Regions from separate parts of the Sus scrofa genome. Here region 2 is linked to region 1. A link is a contact called in public Hi-C data. All regions are on one chromosome and are shown on one strand. The core of a region is the stretch at or near the end of the contact, and the rest is flanking DNA. Distances in the headings are between cores, read along the strand shown.

The links. Hi-C and Micro-C count contacts between places; a contact is called where the count stands out from the background.
Region 2: a contact with region 1 is called in a Hi-C map of liver, with 3 times the contacts expected there. The contact joins the promoter of CFAP70 here to the promoter of ECD in region 1. A contact is called at or near these places in 2 of 5 promoter capture datasets (fetal liver and liver), 3 of 47 Hi-C or Micro-C datasets (heart right ventricle, liver and skeletal muscle) and 2 of 2 datasets of contacts at active chromatin or transcription factors (alveolar macrophages and skeletal muscle).

Annotation. Positions count from the first base shown.
Region 1 is chr14:75,990,667-75,996,969 of Sscrofa11.1, reverse strand. It overlaps ECD (protein ecdysoneless homolog), which reads left to right and starts at 4,348. Exons shown (of 13, transcript XM_005671096.3): 1 at 4,348-4,491; 2 at 5,904-6,121. The coding sequence starts at 5,917. FAM149B1 (protein FAM149B1) reads right to left here and starts at 4,313. Exons shown (of 13, transcript XM_013983338.2): 1 at 4,065-4,313. The coding sequence starts at 4,111.
Region 2 is chr14:76,196,051-76,202,091 of Sscrofa11.1, reverse strand. It overlaps CFAP70 (cilia- and flagella-associated protein 70), which reads left to right and starts at 2,194. Exons shown (of 27, transcript XM_013983341.2): 1 at 2,194-3,559; 2 at 5,564-5,666. The coding sequence starts at 5,604.

The sequences.
Region 1 (6,303 bases), core at 3,099-5,598:
AACATAGTCTCTGTGAGGATGCAGGTTCAATCCCTGGCCTTACTTAGTGGGTTAAGGATTTGGCATTACTGTAAGCTGCAGATGCGGCTCGGATCCGGTGTTCCCATGGCTGTGGTGTAGGCCTTAGCTTCAGCTCTGATTCGACCCCTAGTCTGGGAACTTCCATATACCACAAGTACGACCATAAAAAGAAAAAAAGAAAGAAAAAATGTGGTCAGTTGGAAATGAGATGTACTTTACGTGTAAAACACATAGGATTTCAAAGTTTAGTACAATAAGAATGTACAATATATCATTATTTTATCCTGATTACATTTAAAATGATAATATTTTGGATATATTTCGGTTAAACAAAACATATTCCTAAAATTAATTCCACTGCAAATTGAAAATATAATGTAAAACCACACACCTATTAGAACAGATAAGATAAAATATGGTAATAATGCTCAATGCAGGTGAGGATATGGAGAAACTGGGTGTCTCATCATTGCTGGTAGGAATATAAAATGGTATAGCCATTCTGGGATAGTTTCATAGTTTCTTATAAAACTAAACACATGCATTTATCATAAGACCTAGCCATTGAACTCTTGGGCATTGACCCAAAGAAATGAAAATTTCTGTTCACACAGAAATCTGTACACAAATGTTCACAGCAGCTTTATAATTGAAAAAGAAAATTGGAACTGAAATGTCCTTTGATGAGTGAATGATTAAACTTTGGTCTATCCATCCAATGGAATGTGATTCATCAATAAAAAGGAATGAACCGATACATGCAACAATGTGGATGGATTTCAAGGATGTCATACTTAGTGAAAAAAAGCCAACCTCAAAAGGTTAAAAATACTCTATGATTCCTTTTATTTATTTTTTGGCTGCACCCTTGGCATGCATAAGTTCCCAGGCCAGGGATTGTACCCAAGCCACAGCAGTGACAACCTCAAATCCTTAACCACTAGCCACAAGGGGACTCCTATGATTCCATCCATATTACATTCACAAAACAATAGAGGTGGAAAAAAGACTAGTGGTTCCCAGGACATGGAGAGAGAACTGATGTGACTATGAAGGGATGCATGAGAATGTTTCTTGGTGATAATCAAACAGCTCTCTATATTGTTTTTGTTTGTTTTTGGCTGCACCTACAGCATGCAGAAGTTCCCTGGTCAAGGACTGAACTTGAGTCGCTGCATTACAGTGCTGGATTCTTAACCACAAGGAAACTCCTGCAATTATACTATAGTTACATAAGTTATCTTCATTGGGGGAAGCTGGGTGGAGGATTTCATGGGACTCTATTTTTTGTGACTACCTGTGAGTCTGTACTTATTTCAAAATAAAAAGGTAAAAAAGTTAATTCCACCTGTTTATACTATTTTTTTAAAGTGACTACCTGAAAATTTTAAATTATATATATGGCTTGTATTATATTTCCATTGGACAGTACTGTTCCAGAGAGTTCAACATGTACCTTAGAATAAACTTTAGGGTCAATTATTATTGGTTCCAATCCTAATCATCTACAGTAGATTTTCCTTCCCCACAAAATCCTACAGTCAAATAACAAGATAGGTTAAACAGAGTTACATAGGTTTCTTTATGAGAAGTCTTCATAGGGCTTTTAATATGCAGAAATATATTTTACATCTAATACTCTTATTTCAGCTAAGGAATGTGAGGCACAGAGGCATGAGGTAACCAACTTAAGGTCATATGGCTAGTTAAGAGATGGAGCCAGGATTCAAATCCAAGTAGTCTGTCTGAGATTTCTCAGAATAAATGAATAGTTTTGAGATTTTAGTGAATTGTATCATTTTTATATTTATAGATAAAGGTAAAGACCCAGTCAGCAGAGCTTGTATTTTAAATTCTTTCTCAGATGGTGGGGATGGCATTGTGTAGGGATATATTTCTCCTTCACTCATTCAATGATCTTACAACCAAAAACTTGCCTTTGAGACAGTGGTGGGGATCAGAAATGTGGATTCCAGCTATGGAATAGAAACTTCAGACATATTTTAGTCTGTCAGAAAAATTTGGTTATAAAGTGACAATTAGATAATACCAAAGAAATATATACGAGAAAATGACTAATTTCTAGAAATGTATAATGAAGTATATAGGGTAAATGACAGTGTCTGGAGTTTTCCTTCCGTATTTCACAGATGACAGAGAGGCTGGAAAAAAGATAAAGATGAAAGAAGAAGGAAATATATTAAAATTCTAACAACTGTTGAATGTAGGTGACGGTTATGTCATTGTATTATTCATTATACATTTATGCTTAAGATTTATTATTTTAAAAATCTTAAGATATATGCTGAAAATGACTTTTATTCCAAACTGTTTTCAACATCTGTAATTTGGAGCCATCAGGGAGAAAACTAAAGTTACTTCTTCAAAGCAAATTATCAATTATAACACCTAAAATTAAAATTACTTAAAAAATAAAATTACTTTTAATATACTCTCATTTAGATGCATATAATCTTCATCATCTCCACTATTCACATTATTTTGACACTTCTAGAGAATCATCTTTTGGGAGAGTTATCTTTAGTGAGTATCAAATCAATAATAGAGAACAAATAACACAATGATAGTGGGTCAATAATTCTGGCCCAGTAAGTGCCTATCAGTAATTTTTTCGATGAAAGATATTTTTTTTCACTTTCAGAATGGCCAGAATTAATTATAAAAGCAGATTTTTAGCTAACCCACATTTGCTTTATTGGGAAATGACTTTCTTCTTCCTAGTTCCTAAAAATCTTTATTATCTGAATTGCTTCTGTGTCCTGTCCTATTACTTAGATAATAAGCCTCTGAAAGGCAAGGAAAGATCACAGACTGATTTTCTTTGTATGACTACTGCACCAAATAAAGGTGGGAAGGAACAAGGAAATGACCATTTATTGAGGCCCTATTAAATGTCAAGCCCTATGCCATCATTTTAGACATGCTTTTAGATAAAGTCTTATTCCTATGTTATAGAAATGAAGGCTCAAAAAATTAGTAATTTGCCTAAAATTCAGAAGGCTAGAAAAGAGTCTAACCAGAAACCCAGGTGTGACTGAAAATACCATAGCTGTTATTACCATATATAATTAATATTTAATTAATAAATGTATGGTTGCTAAAATTACATACCTTAGTGGAGAAAAACAACAACTGGGATTTGGGGTTAAAAAGCCCAAGCTCAAAAACCTATTGGTTATATAATCTTAAGATGTGTACCTTTCTGATACTTCCTCTGCTGAAAATTGAAGATGGTCATATCCATCTTAAAGATTAAGATGTGAAAGTTTCTGAAAGTGTAAAGCATTAATAAATGTATGACATTATCATTACTTCCTAAATTACAACACTTCACTAAGTTGTTCAAGCTGGAAATATCTGTTCTCTAAAGTCTCAAAAGCAAACCTGATCCTGAGGATTCTGACTCTTCAACGCAGAGGTGGGGAGACAGTATGTAATGGTTATGACCACAAACTTCAGAATCAGACTGATAACGGGTCTATACTTCAGCTCCATCACCACCTAGCTGTGTGATCTTTGGCACGATACAACCTTCAGATCTGGGATCTTTATCTTGTAGGAAGTACAAAATAAGAGTTCCTATCTGGTATCCTTATTGATAGGATTAAGTAAGCTAATGCATGTAAGCGCTTCGCAGGGTGTTTGGCTTTAGACGTATTCAACTTTATTGTAGGACTCAGTTATTAATAACTTCACGAGTTGTTAGTGGCCATGGAAAGTGGGGCATGGAACACAACGGAAACTACAAATGCCTTAGGAAACCCAGTTCCTGAGCCCCGGGAGTGCAGCCCAAGAGGGTCAAGTCCTGGGATTGCACTGGTAACACGCTCTTAGCTGGAGATGGAGGTCTGGAGGGGCAACGTCCGGCAAGGCTAGGAGGAGAAAATTTCAAAGAATTTTTTCTTTCCCTCGCCCTGGGAAAGAAAAAGGAGCAAGGGACTGGTCAAGGAGGGTCCCCAGAGCGCCTGCGGCCCGCCACGGCTTCCCCCGGCCCCAGCTGGGTGGCTGAGCAGTCCACTCACAGCTCCAAGTTCTGAGGCACCGCCTTCCGTGTGTATCTGGAGATCATCCTCCTCTTCCTCCTCAGCCGCGGCCGGGGCGGCCAAGCCAGGGTGGGGGCCTCCGGGCCTGGCCCTCCCGCCAGCTCCGGCTCGGCCCCCTCCCGCCACCTTCCGGCCCCGTCACGCCCCGTCTCCTAGACTCCGGACCGCCACCACCCCAGGATCCCCACCTCTCCAGTCCTCTCCCCTCCCTGTTTCCCCGTGGGGGCGGAAGTGACGAACGCACAGGTGCAGCCGCCTAATACTCCCGCCGACACCTAGCAAAGGCGACGCTGGGAGTTCCGGAGCTGAGCCGGTTTCTGACTTAAGTTTCCGCTGGCTTCAGGTCCTAGACAAGCGTGTGGATCCAGTCAGAGCCGGGCTTTGGCTGCTGCTGGCAGCCCACGAGGTAGGAGAGAAGGCTGAGGAAAGGTGCCGCAGCAGGGACGTGAGGAAGAGGCCCAGGCTTTAGAACTGGAAGCGAAATTGGCTTCATTTTGTTGGATGAAGAAGGGACCCTTGTTTTGAGTAAAGAGCGCTAGAACCTAGTCCGGCCTCAGCTGCTTGGTTGCTTCTCCTGCCGTGCTCCCGGTTTCCTCATATGTACAGTGTGGAGTCAGTCTGAGTGATCTCAAAGTCCCTTCTAGCCTGACACTAAATTCTTCATAATAAGGTGTGCTTGGCATTCTGGGGTGGGTGAGTATTTATTATCTGTCAATCTGGACTGTAGTGAGTGTCTGGATAGAAGATGCAAGTTCCTCTCGACTTAGTTTTATTAGTTCCTTGGAAAACCAAATAAGCCTGAAAATCGAATCACAGCCTTAAAGTGGACCATCCAGTGCAATATCTTTCTTTAACAAGCCTCACCTGGCAGCAATAGTAAGCTAGTACTTTTGTCTGTAAGGGAAATCCTTAGAAAACAGTTATTTATACCCTCTGAGACCTGAAAAGGGGCGGAGGGCGGTGGTTTGGGACGGGTTGTTGTAGGATCAAGAGCCATGGGCAGATTATTTTGGGGTGAAATGATAGGATATAAATGTTTTGTAGTTTTGAATTCACCCATGATGTACAAGGGGAAAGATTTAAATTCTGCAGAGTAAGGGAGATTACTCTTAAGAGTGTTTAAACAATAAAAATTCAGGGAAGAAGTTCCCTGGTGGCTCAGGAGGTTAAATACAGCTGTGTCATGGGTTCAGTCACTGGCCTGAGAACTTATGCATGCTACAGGCATGGCAGGAAAGAAAGGAAGAACGAACGAACGAAAAGAAAGAAAGAAAGAAAGTAAAGAGAGAGAAAGAGAGGGAGAAGAGGATGAAGGGAGGAAAGTAGAGACGGATTTTAGAAATGATAAAATAACATTCTCATTCTACAATTAGGGGGAAGCCCCAGAAAGAGAAAATGAAATGCCCAGAATGACACAACTAGGACCAGTGGCAGAACTGGAATTTTTGTCAATATTTCAAGAGATGTTATTGCATTGTTTCTGACCGTGTGTTACATGCACCACTATTAGTGCAAAGGCAAACATTTTTTATTTCATTTTTACACGCTTATTAACTTGGGAATGCAGTACTAGATTTCCATTTACTGTATTGTATCAAAAGTTGCTTTCATATAATTGTAAGTATAAAAATGTCATTGAAAGAATTTTAATTAAATGCTATAATTGGTATGTGGTCAAGGCAAAAATCATGATGATTGTATGTGGATAACTGAATTTTGGAAAACAACATTAATGGAATTGCCTAGAATAGTTCAAGGAATGGGATATTACTTCTGCATTATTTTGTATGGTTTATATTATTGCCACTTTAAATGTAGCTTTCAAAGAAGAATGGAGGAAAATATGAAGCTTGCTACAGTGGAAGATACTGTAGAGTACCGCCTGTTCCTGATATCGGATGAACTAAGGGACCCAGAAAAACACAGAGAGATTCTTCAAAATTATATTGAGAAGATAATGACCCAGTTTGCACCTATGCTGGTCCCCTATATCTGGCAGAATCAGCCTTTCAATCTCAAATATAAACCTGGGAAAGGTGAGGCTCTTTCACTTATTTTGATTGGATATGTGTGATTTTTTAATGTCATTCTAACAACAGTGATGTATGATATTCATATTTCATTCAGTGTTGTCAGGAGATTTAGAGCCTGAACTTTTTAGATTAGTGATATTTGCCTATATTCAGTTAAGCCCTTGAACTTAAAAAAAAAAAAACTT
Region 2 (6,041 bases), core at 945-3,444, 210 kb before region 1:
CATGTCTGACCTACACCACACCTCATAGCAACGCTGGATCCTTAACCCACTGAGCGAGGCCAGGGATCGAACCCATATCCTCATGGATACTAGTCAGGTTCCTTACCACTGAGCCACAAGGGGAACTCTAATATATAGGAGCGGCCCTAGAAAAGGCAAAAAGACTACATACATACATACATAAATTAGCAGAAAATATTTGAATGCCTTTCCTTATAAGGATTATAGGAAATTCAGAGTGGCACCTGTGTAAGCATTCTCTAGGAAAATAACACTATAACACAAAGTTATGCCATCTGTCACCCCAAGTCTAATAAGGATTAATTATGTTTAAGGAAGTGACACCTGTGACTTATCCTTGATTGCCTAGGCCTTGAAACAAAATACTTAGTAGATCAAGATCATGAGTGATTTAGAGCAGTTCCCTAGCAAAGACTTTGTCCTAAGTCTAGCTTATTATGTGGAAAAAGTATGTTGTACACAAGGTAGGATGGCTATCTCAGTGCAAATTCACTCACAACGCTCACTTGGGAAAAAAATCCAGAGATAAATGCCTTACTCAATTGTTCCATAGTTTTATTTTGAGATGTTTTTATTATTTATAACGTTGCAACTTAAAAAAATCTTTCTCTTGGTTTTTTATTTTATTTTATTTTATGTTTTGCCCTTTTGCCTTTTCTATGGCCGCTCCTGCAGCATGTGGAGATTCCCAGGCTAGGGGTCCAATCTGAGCTGTAGCCGCTGGCCTACGCCAGAGCCACAGCAACGCGGGATCCGAGCCGCATCTGCAGCCTACACCACAGCTCACGGCAACGCCAGGTCCTTAACCCACTGAGCAAGGCCAGGGATCAAACCTGTGACCTCATGGTTCCTAGTCAGATTCGTTAACCACTGTGCCACGACGGGAATTCCTCTCTTAGTTTTTTAAATTTTTATATATTCATTAGCAGAAATACAATTTATTTTTAAAAACTTGGCTCTAGTAACCATATCCTAAGCAAGGAATTTCCATGGAGAATTGTGTGTGTGTGTGTGTATAGTTTAATCATTTGTTTTGAAATAATTTCAAATGTATAGAAAGTTGCCAGAACAGTGCAAAGAACTCCCATTTCCTCGTCACCCAGATTCTCATCTAGTTCATATTAGGTTACTGCTTCATTACTCACTCTGTGTGTGTGTGTGTGTGTGCATGTGCATAGATCCCTAGTTATCAGTCTTTTTCTGGAACTTTTGAGGGCTGAGACGGAAACTGAAGGCATGATATCTCATCACTCCAGTAGGTATTTTCCCCTAAACAGGGACACTCTCCTACATAACAGCAAACAAAGTACCACATCAGGAAATCAATATTGGTCCAATATTACCACCCAATCTACTGATCCCATTCAAATTCCATCCGATGTCCCAATAATGTCTCTTTTCCTTCCTGGACCAACATGTTATACAGGAATACATATTGCATTTAGTTGTCATGTATCTTTAAACTCCTTTAATCTAGAAGTGCTGCTAATCTTCCCTGGCCTCGACAGTTTTATTAAAGAATACAGGCCTTGGAGTTCCTGCTGTAGGGTGGTGGGTTAAGAATCTCACTGCTGCAGCTTGGATCGCTGCTGAGGCACAGGTTCTATCCCCAGCCCAGCCATGCGTGTGGCCATAAAAACATTAAAAAATCCAAAGAGTACAGGCCTTACTTTCTATAGAATGGCCTATAACCTGGGTCCCCCTGATTATAGGAACACCACAACATATTTTGCTTTTCCCAGTGAGTCTCATCAGGAGGAATGAAATGTAGACTCCTGACACTGGTGTTTTAACCCTCATCGCTTGGTAGTGTTGGTTTCTTAATGTCACAGTTTTCCCCTTTGTAATCCATTAGTATTCCAAAATCATGCCAATATCTTATTCCTCATCAAGCCTCTACACACCAACCTTAGCATTGAAGACTCCTGCCTGAGTCATACCATACACTTCTGTAGTTGGTGCAAAATGGTAATTCTCTGTGTCAATTCCTCTCAATTACTGAGTTGGCATTCTACTGTTAGAGCTTTCCTTTCTCTCATTTTTATTTTTTAAATTACTCAATGGATTTTATTACATTTATAGTTGTACAACCATCATCAGAACCCAGTTTTATTGCATTTCCATCCCAAACCCCCAGCACATCCCCCGACCCCCCAACCTGTCTCATTTGGAAACAATGTTTTTCAAAATCTGTGAGTCAGTATCTGTTCTGCAAAGAAGTTCATTGTGTCCTTTTTCTAAGATTCCACATGTAAGTGATAATATACGATGTCAGTGCTGACTTCACTTAGTATCATTGTCTATTTTGAAGCTCAAATTATCTCTGATTTGGCCAACATTTTAAAGTATGTATATTGCTAAGATTCATCCATCCATGTTGTAAGTAGCTGTAGTTCATTCCTTTGTTTTGTAATATGCTATTCTGGAATATATATCAGTGTATTCATCCATTCTTATGTTGGGCTGTTTCCAGGTTTGGCTTTTGCGTGTATGCGTGTGCTTTTTTTAAGGCCGAATTGGCGGCGTATGAAGGTTCCCAGGCCAGAGGTCTAATCCGAGCTGCAGCGTCCAGCTTACACCACAGCTCAGGACAACAGAGGATCCTTAACCCACGGAGCAAAACCAGGGACTAAACCTGTGTCCTCTTGTATGCTAGTCATATTCCTTAACCACTAAGCCACGACGGGAACTCCTGTTTCTAGGTTTTTGCTATTATATTTTGCCATTCCTACTCTAAAGTAACGCTGAAATTCAAATATATTAAAGTTTTGCATTAACGTCACATACTTCAATTCTGCTTATTGTAAATACTGAGCACTAAAAGCAACATAGTTTTGCATTATCACCGTGAATGATAGCCAAGCTCACTTTTAAAATACTGTCTTTCTGCATTTTTTACAGAAAAAAGATTTTAATGACCTGTTTTTAAAAATCGTTTCATAAAGGCTTTTATCTTTAAATAAATTTCCTTTTGGTTTTTATCCTTATTTATTGAGGAAAAACTGGGAAAAAAAGAAGTGGATAAAGCAAAATTGAAAGGTAGAAAACCTTGAAGTTAACCAAAACTTTCGCTAAAAGAAAGGGTCATCCTCAGAAGAACGAGGGAATCGCTCCAGGTCTGGACGAAGCGTTGAGGCGCACTCGTAGGTCCGTGGGTGCGGACGTAGTTCTAGAGCGCAGGCGCGGGAACTCGTCTTGCACCGCCTCTCGTTTACCTCCCAGACAATGTTATCGCGAGTCTTGGGATAAACTTGTGGTCAGTACAAGTTCTCGCGAGAGGCAGTTGGTTGCTATAGTTACGAAAAACAAGTTTGTGTCGATCTAAGAGCGCTCTCACTTGTTAGAAAAGTGTCTCTTCCCCGCCTCCGCATCTCGGACTTTTCTTTTCAACTTTGGGCCAGACTGAAAGGCGGAGACCACATCCCAGCACGACTGCACTGCCGGACCCCCGGCTAAGCGAGGACTCCCGCCAACCCAGGCCTCCCACCCGAAGCCAGACTTAGACCCCGCTTCCCACTTTGCGCCGAGATCCCCCGCAGTAAGCGCAGACCGGGCCCCTGCTCACAGACCACCCTCCAGTCACAGCATCGCCTTCATCTAACTCATTTCTTTTTTTTTTTGTCTTTTCTAGGACCGCACCCGCGGCATATGGAGGAACCTCCAGGCTAGGGGTCGGAGAGGGAAGAGGAGCTGTAGCCGCCGGCCTACGCCACAGCCACAGCAACACGGGATCCAAGAAGCATCTGCGACTTACACCACAGCTCACGGCAACACCGGATCCTTAACCCACTGAGCAAGGCCAGGGATGAACCCGCAACCTCATGGTTCCTAGTCGGATTCGTTAACCACTGAGCCACTACGGGAACTCCAATCTAACTCATTTCTTTCTTTTCTTTTTTCTTTTTCTTTTTCTTTTTTTTTTTTTGTCTTTTTGCCACTTTTAGGGCCGCTCCCATGGCATATGGAGGTTCCCAGGCTAGGGGTCCAAGCGGAGCTGTAGCCGCCGGCCTACGCCAGAGCCACAGCAACGCAGGATCCGAGCCGCGTCTGCGACCTACACCACAGCTCACGGCAACGCCGGATCGTTAACCCACTGAGCAAGGCCAGGGATTGAACCCGCAACCTCATGGTTCCTAGTCGGAGTCTTTAACCACTGAGCCACTACGGGAATTCCAATCTAACTCATTTCTAATTTGATCTCCCCCATCTGCTTCTGAGCAGATACTAAGAAACCCATGCCTTGTTTGTGGCAAGAGGACCCCCTTTCTGACTGCCCTGACTAGAACGTGTAACTGGCCAGGCTTCTTGAACTCATTGTTCAACAGATACACCACTAATGCCTCTTGCGGACAAGGCATAGTGCCGGGCACTCAGTGGCTGCAAAAATGTATGACAGATTACTTATTTTTAAGGGAGTAGTTGAGCATTAAGAAAAAGTTGTGCGTATTAGTAACACCATTTGTTTGGTGCTTCATAGGTTAAGCAGTTTTACTCTTTTAGGGATATTCGCAACAAATGTGAAACAGGTCCATTTTATAGAAGGTGAAATTCAGGCTCAGTGAGGTGAAATTGGCTTTCCTCTAAGGTCAGGCTAGTGAAGGCCTAATTTACATGCTGCTATTGAAAAGGAAAAAAGACTCATGCAAAAAGTCATTTCAAATGTTAGCTTAATAAGAAAATTGTCAAGGCCTAAGTCCTGAATAAGCCTGGAGACGTAGAATTGAACAAGTGATCTGAGACTTTTAGGTAACCCAGAAAATTAGACTGTCACTGGAAAGAGAATACTAATAATGTCTGGAGCATCAAGATATCACCTCTTTTGTACCACTGGTCCTAGACACACTTAACATAGTATATCCTAAGTAAATGTTTGAATTGTATTAAGCACCATTTTGAATTGAGTCAGAAAACATGACTTTTTTTTTTTTTGACCATGGCACAGTATGTGGATGTGCTGGTCCAGGGATTGAACCTATGCCACAGCACTGACCGAACCATAGCAGTAACAATGCCAGGTCCTTTAACTGCTAGGCCACCAGGAAACTCCTATTTCCTTTCTTAACAGCTGTACAATCTGTTTTTGAAATTATATCCTCAGCTTCGTAAGATAATTTGAAAATATCTTTGTCTAAATAAGACATATGCCAAGGCTTTTTCCAGTGGACAAACCATTACATTTGGCTGCTTCTTTCCTGTTATTTAAATACATTTTTCTAAAAAAAAAAAGCTACCAAAACACTACGAAGGATGTGAGGAATGGGCAGTGGAGGGACAGCATTCCCTACCCTCTTGTCTTGTAATAATTGTGCTTAATAGGTTAGTTACATGTATAAGGATCTTTTTAGCACTTACCAGTGGGATCATCCTTTTGACCAGCTCCCTAAAGCACTGTTTATCTGGCAGCAAAGACTAGAAAGGTTCAAAACGAAGTGCTGGACTAGGGCATTTCCCCATTTTCTCCTGTGGTATTGGTTACAATGTAATGTGGGTACTTGTGCATCTGTGGTTTGTGGGAGGACAGGTTCATTCATTATATTCACAGAGACCAAAGAAGACCACGGAGACTTTGCCCAAGTGCTGATATGGAGCAGGTGTCATCAACAGGCAGACCTGTGCAGATCACTGTGACAGACGGATATGACTTGGTAAAGTTATTTTTGGGAATCTGGGAAGTCCCTAGTTTATTCATTCTTCTTGAAACTACTTTTCCCTTTGGGCTCAGGTCTCCCTAAATCATCTAATTGTGGCTTGAGGAAAATGTGTTGGGAACATTAGCAGGAGGAACAGAGTTTTGCATCCTGTATCACCAAAACTGCTGGCTTTGCATAGCAATAGCACTTCCTTCTCAGGGTTCCTTATTGTTAGTCTGTAATCAGCAAGTCATATTAGTGTGTGTAAAATACCTGGTAGTTTGAATACTGAATTTTATAGGTGTGAAAACAACTAATTTTCTGTTTATTAGACAGTAATTCCTTTTGCCTGAAAAGGATCTGAATTCCTCTTGTGCTTAATTTCATTTG